Regions from separate parts of the Sus scrofa genome. Here all the other regions are linked to region 2. The links are chromatin contacts, called in public Hi-C and promoter capture Hi-C maps. All regions are on one chromosome and are shown on one strand. Each heading gives the region's core, a stretch centred on a gene start, on an enhancer-like site or on the middle of the called end of the contact. The rest is flanking DNA. Distances are from core to core; before and after follow the strand shown. Region 1 holds the start of CCNE2 (cyclin E2). Region 2 holds the start of NDUFAF6 (NADH dehydrogenase (ubiquinone) complex I, assembly factor 6). Region 3 holds the start of INTS8 (integrator complex subunit 8).

The links. Promoter capture Hi-C pulls out the DNA fragments that hold promoters and counts their contacts. A called contact is a pair of places that touch in the nucleus more often than the background predicts.
Region 1: a contact with region 2 is called in a promoter capture Hi-C map of liver, with 5 times the contacts expected there. The contact joins the promoter of CCNE2 here to the promoter of NDUFAF6 in region 2. A contact is called at or near these places in 1 of 5 promoter capture datasets (liver), 8 of 47 Hi-C or Micro-C datasets (blood, brain, embryonic fibroblasts and 5 more) and 2 of 2 datasets of contacts at active chromatin or transcription factors (alveolar macrophages and skeletal muscle).
Region 3: a contact with region 2 is called in a Hi-C map of liver, with 4 times the contacts expected there. The contact joins the promoter of INTS8 here to the promoter of NDUFAF6 in region 2. A contact is called at or near these places in 1 of 5 promoter capture datasets (fetal liver), 20 of 47 Hi-C or Micro-C datasets (alveolar macrophages, embryonic fibroblasts, epiblast stem cells and 11 more) and 2 of 2 datasets of contacts at active chromatin or transcription factors (alveolar macrophages and skeletal muscle).

What each region holds. Positions count from the first base shown.
Region 1 is chr4:41,803,464-41,807,693 of Sscrofa11.1, reverse strand. CCNE2 (cyclin E2) reads right to left here and starts at 2,810. Exons shown (of 12, transcript NM_001243931.1): 1 at 2,788-2,810; 2 at 1,813-1,852; 3 at 1,628-1,724; 4 at 1,486-1,542; 5 at 386-537. The coding sequence starts at 1,826.
Region 2 is chr4:41,652,636-41,657,034 of Sscrofa11.1, reverse strand. NDUFAF6 (NADH dehydrogenase (ubiquinone) complex I, assembly factor 6) reads left to right here and starts at 1,353. Exons shown (of 9, transcript XM_001925041.6): 1 at 1,353-1,578. The coding sequence starts at 1,382. LOC106510020 reads right to left here and starts at 1,273. Exons shown (of 5, transcript XM_013996593.2): 1 at 1,118-1,273.
Region 3 is chr4:41,876,044-41,880,334 of Sscrofa11.1, reverse strand. INTS8 (integrator complex subunit 8) reads left to right here and starts at 1,478. Exons shown (of 28, transcript XM_003125559.5): 1 at 1,478-1,774; 2 at 3,981-4,155. The coding sequence starts at 1,645.

The DNA of each region.
Region 1 (4,230 bases), core at 1,561-4,060, 150 kb before region 2:
GCTCAGATTTGGCGTCGCTGTGGCTGTGGTGTAGGCTGGCAGCTGTAGCTCCGATTTGACCCCTAGCCTCAGAACTTCCATATGCCCTATGGTGTGGCCCTAAAAGCAAAAAAAAAAAAAAAAAGGTAGTTCAGGTCTTCTGATAAGGCATATACTCCTCAGCAAGCAAATGAAAATAACTTTATAGAATCAATGTTTAAATACCCATGTCATTCGCAAATAGCACTACTCTCAGATAATATATGTTTAAATGCTAATAAAAAAGCAGTTTTTTAAAACAACTTTTCCTAGCCGTATAAAGAAGGCAAAAAAAGCTCAAAATAGCACCATATATTACATCAGTAAATTTTAATCTTTGACATTAAATTATTAAAATTTTTCTTACCTTAAATCAGGCAAAGGTGAAGGATTAATAAAAAGATTTTTAAATCTGTAATTTGTAAATCTGGAGAAGTCACTTGTTCCTATTTCTTTGTGGGGTGTTTCAATAATAATGCAAGGACTGATCCCCCCAGATAATACAGGTGGCCAACAATTCTGTCATTTAAAAAAATAATAAAGAGAATATCTGTGCAGTAGGAACCAGCTTTTGTCTTGGCTCTTTTATAAATGAAGCTAATACAGTCTATAGTTTTCCCCAAACACCATTGTTAGCTAACATTGCTGACAATCTAGTTAATCTGAATTCATATTTTATAAATAAGCCATATAGCTCATATCAATCTTCACAAAGAGTAACAGGTGGGATGTTTTAGACAATAAAATACAATCCTGGAAATACAAGACATTAGGTACTGAGGGAGAGGAGAAATAACAAAACACATCTGTAGTCAAATACCAATCACTTTCAAAATTATAAAATTCTCCCTCTATATTTAGCAATAGTGACCAGGGCACCTTGTTCCATAGAAAGCTGACTCCACCTCCCACACCCTCCGCTCATAAGGCCTGTCCTACTACTTTAGAATGCACGAAGGTAAGTAAAATCTTAAAAGTGGAATCAGTTACTTAAATACTTAGAGGACCCTTTTGCCAATCAATGCTGGTTTCAAAGACAACCACTGTCTTTTAAAATGTTTTTTCTGTACAACACATAGGAAGAAAAGGTAGCAAAGGGCTGAGTGCCAGTCTGTCAGTGACCTCACAGCCTATTTGTGCCCCAGAAGCAGCTATTAGGACCCTCCACTATAGTCAGAGAGGGAACAAAGAGCAGTACATTGGACAGATTAGGCGGGCCCTGGTGCACCAGGCAGCTCCAAGAGGGAGGGATTTACAAAGAGAGACCAGCTGCTTCAAGGCAAACTTACTCTGCAGCTGTAGAGGATTCAGGGACAGAAAAACCACCCAAAGACAAGCACCTTCCTGCTGACCTCTGGAGGCATCAAAAGTGTCAGAGGAATCTTCCCATTGCGAAGCAATTAACACAATGCTATTCTTTTTCGTCCTGCCTTAGTTTTCCCCAAACCCAGCCCAGGTCTGCATTACCCTAATCTCATATTGATGTTTCTTAGTGACCTTCTCCTCTTTTCTTTTTTTGACATCCTGGAAAACAGAAAAGACCATTTGTTAAACTAAAGCACCAGCAAGGAATTTCCTCTCTTTCTCTCTCTCTCCCCTTTTAACTCACCTGGGTCGTTTTTCTTTTCTTGGTCTGAATTATTTGGGCTTCTTGAGGGGAATCCGTCTGACTGGACTGGGGCTGCTGTTTAGCTTGTAAACGGCTACTACAGTTTTAAAAAGGAAGTTTCATTAGTAAGGCATGCGTTTCAAAGGCAGCAGTTAACTTTGAAACATATCTCCAAGACAAATTACCTGCGTCTTGACATTCTCTTCTTTCAGGTGTGTGACACCTCTGGAGGGGAAAGAGGAAAAACCAGAGTCAAATACATTGTCATCCATACTCTCTGAGTGCCAGGTAGACGCTGATTCAGAGGTTACAACCAAGTCCCTCAGGAGATGACCTGAGCCATCTACCACGGTGTCTTCTGCACTGTATTAATTATCTCATGATTTTGGACACATGCCAGTATTTCCTCAGCTGAATGTACAGCCGGGACAGTCTTCAAAAAATCTGTAAAGCACCGCCAGAGCCCCGAACGCTCAGGGAGGCAGATGTATCTTTTCTGCGTCCTGTACCCTCTCCCCCCGACACCCCGAGCGGGACTTGGGCAGCGCCCCCACTTCCCGCCTCCCATCCTGGACGAGCGGCGGAGAGAGGGGGTTGTGGAGGCGAAACGCTGTGGAGAAGCCGGTTCCGCGCCAATTTGGAGAGCGGCGGCGGCGGGGAAGCAGGGGGCGGAGGGAACTGGTGTCACGTACTTCAGTCTCCTTTCCCTCCTTCCCAGCCCCACGGGACCCTGCCCTTCGCTTAGAGGGGCACCGGGACCCCGACTCCAGTTGGGGGATGGGAGTGAAGGAAAGCGAGTTCAATGAAAGAAAAGGGGAAAACTGGGCTGGTGGGGGAACTTTTCTCCCCGTTAAGGGTTCCCGGGCCCACATCCTTTTTCCTGCAGGATAGCTCTCCAAATGGAGGTGGCACAGAGGAGCCCCTAGTATGAGGGGCTTTTCCCTGGCCTCCCACTCAGGGGCAGCCCTCCATCCCCCGCCGCTTCCCCGGCCCCTTGCCAAGGGTCGTGACAGGGACAGAATGCCGAGACCCATCGCCCCCAGCCGCTTAGTTCTCAGCCCTCCCACTTTCCCTCTCCCAGGCTCCCGCCCACGGTATGGATCGGCCCAAGGGGTCTCTCTCTCCTCCCGCATCCCGCCCTACGACCAGCAGCTCCTCACCGCCAGACCCGCTACCGCTCGACTCTCAGCTGGCGCCGGCGCCAACCCAATATATAGGCCGGGCCAGGCCCGCCCCGCACGCATGCGCCTCAGACTGACACCTCCGGACAGCGCGCTCCCCTCCCCCGCGCGCCCGCCAGCGCGCCCGCAGGCCCGCGCGCAGCTCCCTGCAGTCAATTCGCGCCCGCCCACCTCGAGAGGCCGCAGGGCCGGCTCGTCTAGGCCCTAGGTCCGCGGTCACCTGCATTTCACCTGCCCGTGTGGCCCGGCAGCTAGAGGGAGTCGCAGAGGCTCTTCCCCAGCAGCCCAGGTCCCCGCCGCTCGGCTTCCGCATCTCCCCCCAGTACTTTTCCGTCCCGTCTCTCCCTCAACTTTCCGATTCCGGGAGTGTCAGGCCGCGGCCTGGGCTCGACGTACGGCCAGGTGGAGGCAGCACAGGCGAGTATGGAGTGGTCAGGAAGTGGCCATCCTGTGGCGCACCCTGGCTGTCCCGCCAAGGCCTCCAGCAACCCGGGCTTTCCTAAGAGACTCGGGGACCTAGAAGGCCCGCCCCGGAGGGAGGGGCGCAGCGTTGGCTGGCGAGCTGGCCAATGGGAGGCGAGGACGGCAGCACAACGTGGAGTGGCTGCAGAATGTAAACACAGCCAGGCGCGCCGCAGGCCACGTGTGTGTAGGAGAAGGCTGTGGCATCCGAGGGCAGCCATGCTCAGGGATGCCTATCTTGCACTTTGCTTCAGCCTGCCGACTACACTATGCATCAACCCTGCTTTCCTGCTCTCCGCTCCGCAGACCCGTTTATCCTCCGCGTGGGTGGGTCACTCCGCCCCCTGTCCCTGTCTGACAGCTTCCCACTCAGAAGTCCCAGCACAGGAAACGCTCGCGCCAAGTCGCGCCCTCCCTCTCTATCCTCCCAACCTCCAATTCTGGGGCCTCCAAGGGTATACACCTCTCCCGAGGTGCGCCTGGAGTGGGACTGCCCCTTCCTCAGGAGACAATAGTTCTCCCGGGGCAGCGCCCGTCAGGGTGGACGATTCCACCACGTGTAGGCCCCGGACCCGCCCGTCGCGCCCCGCCCAGCGGCCGCTAGCGCGCCCTGCAGAGCCCGCGCTAGCCGCCCGCGCGGGAGGGAGCCTCCCGCCTCCGAGCGGTAATGGGGGGCGGTCCGACCTATTTCCCTCTTTCCCCGCCCTGTATCTAAATTTTGGGTTCCCTCACTGCCTCTACTGACGCTCCGCTCCAGTGCGTCCCAAGATTGGACATCTCCAAGTAGGACATGCCGTTTATACTCTGCAAGCAGGTTTGCTGCAGGAGCATGGGGCGAGGCACGCTGGAGGGAACAAAGACCCCTGCGGCGGAGGAGCGGTGCAACGACTTTCTTGAACCCGCGGCAACTCGTGCCAGACGCTGGCCAGCAGTGTTTGTCTCTCTGCCGTGGCAGGAGCG
Region 2 (4,399 bases), core at 104-2,603:
TATTGTAAACTATCTTTCTATATGTTTTTCCTACATGGTTGACTTGTTTTGAGTGCTGTTTATAGGCCAGGCACTACCTTAGGTGCCTTAAATGTATTAATTCATTTAATTCTCAACAGAACTTTATGAGAGAGGTTCTACTATTATTTCCATTTCATAGCAGAGGAATTTGAGGCATAAGAAAAAGTAAGTCTGTCACCTAAGGTCACAGAGATAGGAGGCAGAGCCAGAATATGAATCCAGGTAGTGCTATACCAACTATGCTGCCACAGAATGGAAAAAAAAAAATGATATGACCTCACCAGTTAGGTATGAATATGAAAGGATGACTCCATAATGTTTCCCCTAGTTATGAGAAGGGGGACAGTGGCCAGAAAAATGAAGAGACTAAGAAGATTAGTTAGTTTGATTTGGTTTTTAGACATAAGGACTTTGAAATAAAGGTAGGATGTTGAGATGGAAAAATCCAGACAGGCAGAAGACCAGAAGTAGAGATGTAGATACGTGATTTTTTTTTTTTTTTTTAATGGAGCTTTAAACTTTGGTATCAGAAAGACTAGTGTGTAACTGTCAGAGCTAAAGGACAGAAGCCCAGGGAAAAAAAGAGATGCAGCAGGGACTGAGGTCCCGCATTAGCGGAAAAGAGGCAGTCTCAGGAAGTAAAATCAGAGCAGGGTGAATTGGCTAGAGCTCTTAGGTCCAGACTCCAGGTCTAGCTCTTAGGTGCAGTTTGAGGGGCAAAATTAAGCTGGAGTTACAAATGCTAATAGTTAGGGGTAGGGCTGAAAGGTAAAAACAGGCTTTGAAAGGTTTTACCCAACACGCAGTAAAGTGTGTCAAGCAGGTAAGAGTCATGATCAGAGGTATATTTTAGAAAGAACTTGCGTGGCTGCAACAAGAAAAGTTTGAGCAAATCTGGAGGCAAGAGGTGTCACTGAGATCGAGAGGCAGGCAGCTGCCGGCTTGGACCAGGTCAGTTCGTGGCAACTAGACCCACCTGTAACATTTGAGGGGCCTGAGTGTAAGAGTACCAAAGAAGGCTCACATACCATGTGAATAAATATTTAAAATTTGCAAATCAAGCTAGTAAACTGTCAGTTATTCTCTATCCTCCTACCTTGATAAATATATCTTCAGAAGGACCTGGAAGGGATGAGGAGAGGCCAAGATCCGTCTTAGGCGGGGCTTTCCTGGAACCTATAAGGCCGAGGAGTGCGGCGGCGGCGCATTTGTAGAGGACCACAGCGACACCTGGCTCTTCTCCGAGTGGCATTCGCAGTTCGCCTTCTAGCAACTAGGAGAAGCTAGGCGGGACCTGCTGGGGGCGTGGCGTGGCCGGGCGCCAACAGCCCGGGGTCAAAGGGCACGCGGCGTCGGTGTCATGGCCGCCTCCATGCTGGGTTCGGCGTGGGGCCCGCTACGGCTTGGCCTTCCGGGCCTGTGCCGCCGCCGGCCGCCCGGCGGTTTGTGGGCCCGCGCACGGCGGCTGCCGGGGTCCGCGGGGTCAGGGCGAAGCGTGGCCGCGGCGAGCGGATCGGGTGCCTCGGGCACGGACCGCTACTGCATGGAACTGCTGCGGTGAGCGAGCCGGGTCTGCCCCTGGTGGGAGGTAGGGGAGCAGCTGGAAGGGGCCTTGGTGGGCTCTGTGGGCCTCCGAGCTCTCCTGGACTAGCGGACCTGCACATTCCTCGCATCACTCGGCGAGTGTGCTCGGGTTGGCCCCGGTGGGATGTATGGGGGGAGTGTGGCAACGAGAACTTTCACGCCGGTGACAAAATTGTGGCAAAATTCCTCTGGCTGTCACCTTATCTGAACCTTAGCTTTTACCTAATCGTGCACAGCTTTTGTAAAATTTGAGAAATGACCAGTAACTGATTTTAATGACAACAGTAGCTAACTTGGAGTTCTTCCTTCTGTCAAGCACTATGCAAAATAGTTCACAAATAACTTATTTCATCTTCGTTATAAGGTGTGACAGACAGGTGTAGACCTACCACTTAAAGATATGTGGATCAAAGCATTTAGAAAGTGCCTGGCACAAAGCAAGGGTACAATGAGTACAGTATAAAGTTTATCTCATTTAACAGACATGGAAACCAGGATTTAGAGAGATTTGGGAATTTACCTGAGTTCGGTAAAATAGCTTATAAAATCAGAATCTTGATGATAGTTTTGTTCCTGTAACATCTGAAAGGCCTGGCACCTTGGAGCGTTGTTAGTCATTTGTGAAGAGAATTGAATGAATCAGGTTACCTGGCACATCTGAAGTCCGAGTCTGACTGCAGAGTTGGATGGCTTAGTTTCTTTTTTTTTTTTTAATTTTGATTTTAATGATTTAAAAAAGTTTTTTTCCATTATAGTTGGTTTACAGTGTTCCGTCAGTTTTCTACTGTACAGCAGTGACCCAGTCACGCATATACACACACATATGTATATATACATTATTTTTCTAACATTATCTTCCATCATGTTCCATCCTAAGTGACTAGATATAGTTTCCTGTGCTATAGAGCAGGATCTCATTACTTATCCACTCTAAGTGCAATAGTTTGCATCTATTAATCCCAGATTCCCAGTCCATCCCTCCACTCCACCCCCCCGCCCCCACCCCACCCCCTGTCAGCAAGCACAAATCTCTTCTCCAAGTCGGTGAGTTTCTTTTCTGTGGAAGGTTTATTTGTGCCATATATTACATTCTAGATATAAGTGCTACCATATGGTATTTGTCTTTCTCTTTCTGACTTAACTTAGTATGAGAGTCTCTAGTTCCATCCACGTAGCTGCAAATGGCATTATTTTTTTCTTTTTTATGGCTGAGTAGTAGATGGCTTAGTTTTCACTTTGCTTCTCCTATCCTTGATTTATAACAGTGGTATAAAGACTCAAAAGTACCTGGTCCCAAGGACTTCTGAGAAGTGCTAGAATAATTAAATTACCTTGGATTTGATTGGGCTAGTAAATCCAATTTTTAAAAATTCTATTTTACCAAAATGTAGCATAACGACAAAATTCCCATGCATTTCAGTATTTTGTTTTTAACCCTTATTTATTTAGTTAGTTTTTGGTCTTTTTAGGGCCACACCTGTGGCATATTTAGGTTCTCAGGCTAGGGTTCAAATTGGAGCTGTAGCCGTTGGCCTACACCACAGCCACAGCAGCGCCAGATCTGAGCCATGTCTTCGACCTGCACCACAGCTCACAGCAGTACTGGATCCTTCACCCACTGAGCAAGGCCAGGAATGGAACCTGCGTCTTCATGGATCCTAGTCAGGTTCATTTCCACTGAGCCATGATGGGAACTCCTTTGACCCCTTTTTATTTTTTTATTTTTTAAAAATTTTATTTGTTTATTTATTTATTGTCTTTTCTAGGGCTGCTCACGTGACATGTGGAGGTTCCCAGGCTAGGGGTCTAATCGGAGCTGTAGGCCTACACCAGAGCCACAGCAACGCGGGGTCTGAGCCACGTCTTCGACCTACACCACAGCTCACGGCAACATCAGGTTCTCAACCCACTGAGTGAGGCCAGGGATCGAACCTGCAACCTCATGGTTCCTAGTCGGATTCGTTAACCACTGTGCCATGATGGGAACTCCGACCCCTTTTTAAGATAGTGTTCATATCCACCTTATTTACTTGCTGATTTCTTGTAGGAGAAACAGGGTAGCATTAATGGAGATCTATGCATTAAGAATTGTGAAAGCAAAGTTCCCATCTTTTAGCTTCTAATTATCCATTAATCTTTGTAAGACTTGACCTCTGAAATGATATATGCAGAGCTGTTCTAGACAAGTATCTTATGCAAGGCTTCCAAATATTATGAACGACACCAGGCCGTAACTTCAGGCTAGCCAAGCATAGCTCTTCTAGGAATCAAGGTTTGTGGGAAAATCGCAAACCTGATTTACATAGTTGTTAGGGTTTGGTTTTGAGGATCGCTGCCTCAGGCTTTGGGTTTAGTGCTGTTGTGCGATGAGGGCAGTTTCCTCATAGCTTAGTGGGTTGAGATCTGTCATCACTGCTGTGGCTCTGGTTACAGCTGTGCGCTGGTTCAGTCCCTGGCCTGGGATGTGTTGGACAAACAAAAAGGGGGGTGGAGGATGAGGAGGTGGTAGTGATGATGATGTGTGGAAGTGCAGTTCTCCAGCACACTGAGGAACCACTTCTTGCTTTGTGCCTTAGTTGCACAGGTCCATGAAATAAGCACAGCAATCCTAGCATAACGTATGCTTGTTTCTCATAGTCTGCCTCTCCCTACTAGACTGAAGTCCGTAGCTGTCTTCAGTATCTAGCAGTGCCTGGCACATAGTAAGCACTGAATAAATGTTAGAGTGAATAAATGAATGATCAAAAGGTTGTCATATAAAACTGTTGCTGTATAAAGCTGTTGCTATATAAAG
Region 3 (4,291 bases), core at 229-2,728, 220 kb before region 2:
GTGCACAGTCAACATTTCCAACCTGAATTTCAAACCTGCCCCCTAGCTCTTCCCTGTACTGACAGACGATGGAGACATAGACCATTCACCCTGTCACTGGCGTTAGAAACATAAGAGCCATTCATTTTCCCTTAAGCTTTTTATGCCCAACTAGTGGGTGTATAAAACAAGCCAAATTTTCCATGAAAGTAACTATGTAATCTTCCTGTTGATGTTTTATTAATTTAGGTCCTCATGATTTTACTAGTCTAATACATGGTTTCCAAACTGTGTTCTTTAGAGTCTAGGACAGAGTTTCATGAGTCAGAAGAGTGACCCAAGGATGGTTTTTACAGTGAGAAAAGGACTGAGAACAGGACTCTGGGGAACATCAGAATGAAAGAGGCAGGGCAAACTCTAGAAAGAGTATTGTGCAGGAAGAGAATAAGACAATGGTTGCCATTGAAGCACTGATCTACTTCCACTTATGGAGGAGCTACTTCCACTTATTTTTCCTAGAACTTCAAAGCTTTACTTTTTCATTCTGGAAGCCATTGAACTTATCTTCTCTATCCAGTGTTATCGGCCTGAGTAAGTGCAGTGGAAAGACCATCAAAGGCTCAACTTAGTCCCTTGTTTGTTGGGAAACTTTGGACAAATGATCGAACCTGGAACCTTAGTGTCTTCACTGGTTAAAAGACGTATTATGAGGTTGTTTACAGGAGAAAACAAGAATCATGTATATGAAAAAAGCACTATATATTAGCTAACATCTGCCCATGTTTCTAGACATGAGGCCTTGTTTAAAAAGATTACCTGTATTATCAAGTTCTTCCTTAAATTCTTTTCTCAACCCTAAGATTAGGCACTATTATAATTAAGGTTCCGAGAGGCTATAATTTGCACTAATATAGATCGTGTATATAGTCTATGAATTCACTTTTTAAAAAAAACCTTTGTTAATAAAAAGCGCATTACAGAATGGGGGTATATGAAAAATGGGGTTAAAACAATATCTCTAGCTGAGATATCAAGAAAATTAGGCGTTAAATATTGAGTGCTAGTCCTGAGAAACAGCAGAAAAGCTGGATCTCGGGGGTCCGTCAGCTGTCCGAGAAAGGGGGTGGGAACGCTGTTGGCCAAGACCAATAGGGCACATCTGTTGAGAGGACCTAAGTGGGAGGAAATCTTAGCAATGGAAATGGGAAAATTGAAAGCACCGAAAACAAACTTTGCATAGATCACAGTTTCAACCTGCAGTGCTCACTGCCTTTTCCTCAGACGCTGAGAGGCCTATTAATAAGGCTGTTCGTTTCTCTCGCTGAGAATCTCCCAGGGTACCGGGAAAACCCAACCTGCGACCCAACTTATTCTCAAACCATCTCCCATAGCAACCGGAAGGAGGCGTGGTCTGGGGACAGGTACCGCCCTCTTTCTTCAACTCGAACAAGGATTGGCCTGGAGGCGCGGCTGTGGCGCCGGAAGGCGGATCCCGGAGTCCCAGCTACGGCTGGGCTGTGCCGCCATTTTGGATTGTGTGGGTTTCTGGGAAGTTCCGAGTGTTCCTCACACCCCGCGGTTCCGCAGATCACAGGCCCGGGCCCGCGTCCGAGTGTCAGGTTGGAGCCAGGAAGCGTCCCTGGGGGTAGCGGCGGCGGGGGCAGGATGAGCGCGGAGGCGGCGGACCGGGAGGCGGCCACCTCCAGCCGGCCCTGCACCCCGCCGCAAACGTGCTGGTTCGAGTTCTTGCTGGAGGAGTCGCTGCTGGAGAAACATCTGCGCAAGCCCTGCCCGGGTAAGCGCGGCGCCGGCAGCCCGAAGGGAGCGAGACCCGGCCACCGGCGCTGTCCGTGCGGCTCTCACCACCCCGCGCCTTCTCGGCCACGAACCTGTGACCCGGGAGGCGGGGACCAGAGCGGAGCTTTGGCGCGGCCCGCTTAGCTAAGCATTAAACATTCTAGTGCGGGGGCATCGAAGTGGGAGGCCAATGAAAAGGGCAACCCAAAGGCCCTTCCGCATCCCCTTTTACTGTTTGGGTTTTTTTTTTTTAAGTCACCTGCCAGATGGTATAGTGAAAGTTACTTGGGTTAGGAAGGCTGGCTCTTGACAGAACCCGGGACAATTTGGGGAGATGGAGAGAAATCAGCTATTTTGGGTCAGACCCTGATGCCAGGATATATAGTTAACTATTATTAATATATAATTTATGTTAAATATAATTAATATATAATTTATATTACATGTGTATATATGTATTTCAAATTTGGTCTCTGAATCAAAAACGAAGAAATCTTTGAAAGCAGGAACTGCTTTACTTTACAAGATGGTTATTGTATAATGATGATCATGATTAATATCCCAGTTAATGAGTGCTGTTAGGGAAGGTGGAAAACGCCAGGCATTTCTGGAAAGAGGTACCAGCATGAGAAGGTAAGCTCCTGGATGATATTTTGCTGATGAAATTTGAATTCAGATGTGGCTTGTTCAGTCTAATAGCCTGGTCTTAACTGGTGGAGACTACTGTACTTCACTTGGGCAGTTTTACCGCCTATATTATATTGTGTTCTTTGAATTGGTTGCTTTTGACTAACGTTTGTTGAGTGTTTCTGGATGTCAGGCATTAGTCTTAATGCTTCACATATGTTATTTCTTTTTTTCTGTCTTTTGTCTTTTTAGGGCCATACCCGCAGCATATGGAGGTTCCCAGGCTAAGGGTCAAATCGGAGTTCCAGCTGCTGGCCTATGCCACAGCAATGCAGGATCTGAACCAAGTCTGCCATCTACACCACAGCTCAGGGCAACGTCTGATCCTTAACCCACTGAGCAAGGCCAGGGATTGAACCGTGTCCTCATGGATGCTAGTCAGGTCATTAGCCACTGAGCCAGGTGTTATCCTGTGAGGTAGGTGGTGTTATCCTCTATTTTGCATGGAGATAAATGGGTTTGTAGAGGTAACTTGAGGCAGGTCTCACTAATTAGTTAACAGTTCTAACAATGGCATCTCTTTCCTTTAATTGACATTGGTTATTTGTTGAACTGGAAATCTATAGCCATTGTCGTCTTCCTTAAAAGTGCTTTATTCTGCAGGGATCTGTTACCTTTCCTCCTTACACCGTTCCTGATGTTTCACTTGAATCCCCAGGCACCCTTCTTATAAACCATAATCCTTAGATGTCGTAGCTGCACAATGTTTGTGTTTTTTTAAATTGAAGTGTAGTTGATTTACAGTGTTTCAGGTATACAGTAAAGTGATTTATTTGTACATATATATTCTTTTTCAGATTCTTTTCCATTATAGGTTATTGCAAGATATTGAATATAATAGTTCCCTGTGCTACATAGTAGCCCCTTGTTTATCTACTTTATATATAGTAGTGTGTGTCTGTTAATTCTGAATTCCTGACTTATCCCCCCCTTTCCCCTTTGGTAACCATAAGTTTATTCTCAATGTCTGTGAGTCTTTCTGTTTTGTAAATAAATTCATTTGTATCATTTTTTTAGATTCCACTTTGACAGACATTTAGGTTCCTTCCATGTCTTGGCTATTGTACATAATGCTGCTGTGAACATTGGGGGGATATATCTTGTATCTTCTGGAATTGGAGTTTTCCTCTTTCCCAGATATATCCCCAGGAGTGGGATTGCCAGGTTTTATATGGTAACTCTATTTTTAGTTTTTAAAGGCACCGCTGTACTGTTTTTCATAGTGGTTGCACCAGTTTACATTCACACAACAGTGTAGGAGGCTTCCCTTTTCTCCACCCCCTCTCCAGCATTCTTTATTTGTAGACTTTTTTGGTGACGACCATTGTGACTGGTATGAGGTGATACCTCATTGTAGTTTTGATTTGCATTTTACTAGTAGTAATTTGTTGAGCATCTTGTCATGTGTCAGTTGGCCTGTTTGGATTCCTTTTGTGGCCAAAAACCAATACCAAGAATCCTTTTGCAACTTCATAATTAGAACTGAAATTTATGAAGTGTTTTCTTTTAAATCCTAGATCCTGCACCAGTTCAACTTATAGTCCAGTTTTTGGAACAGGCTTCCAAACCTTCAGTTAATGAACAAAACCAAGTTCAACCTCCACCTGATAACAAGAGAAATCGTATTTTAAAGCTACTAGCTCTCAAAGTTGCTGCACATTTGAAGTGGGACTTAGACATCTTAGAGAAAAGGTAAACAGGTTTAAATGAATTTATTTTGAGTACTATTTAGATTCCTTGGTTTAGTTCTGTATATGCTTTTATAATATTGGCCCTTAAAATGAAAGTTATTTTTCTGTGTATTCTTGGTAGAATGTGCAAGGGTTTT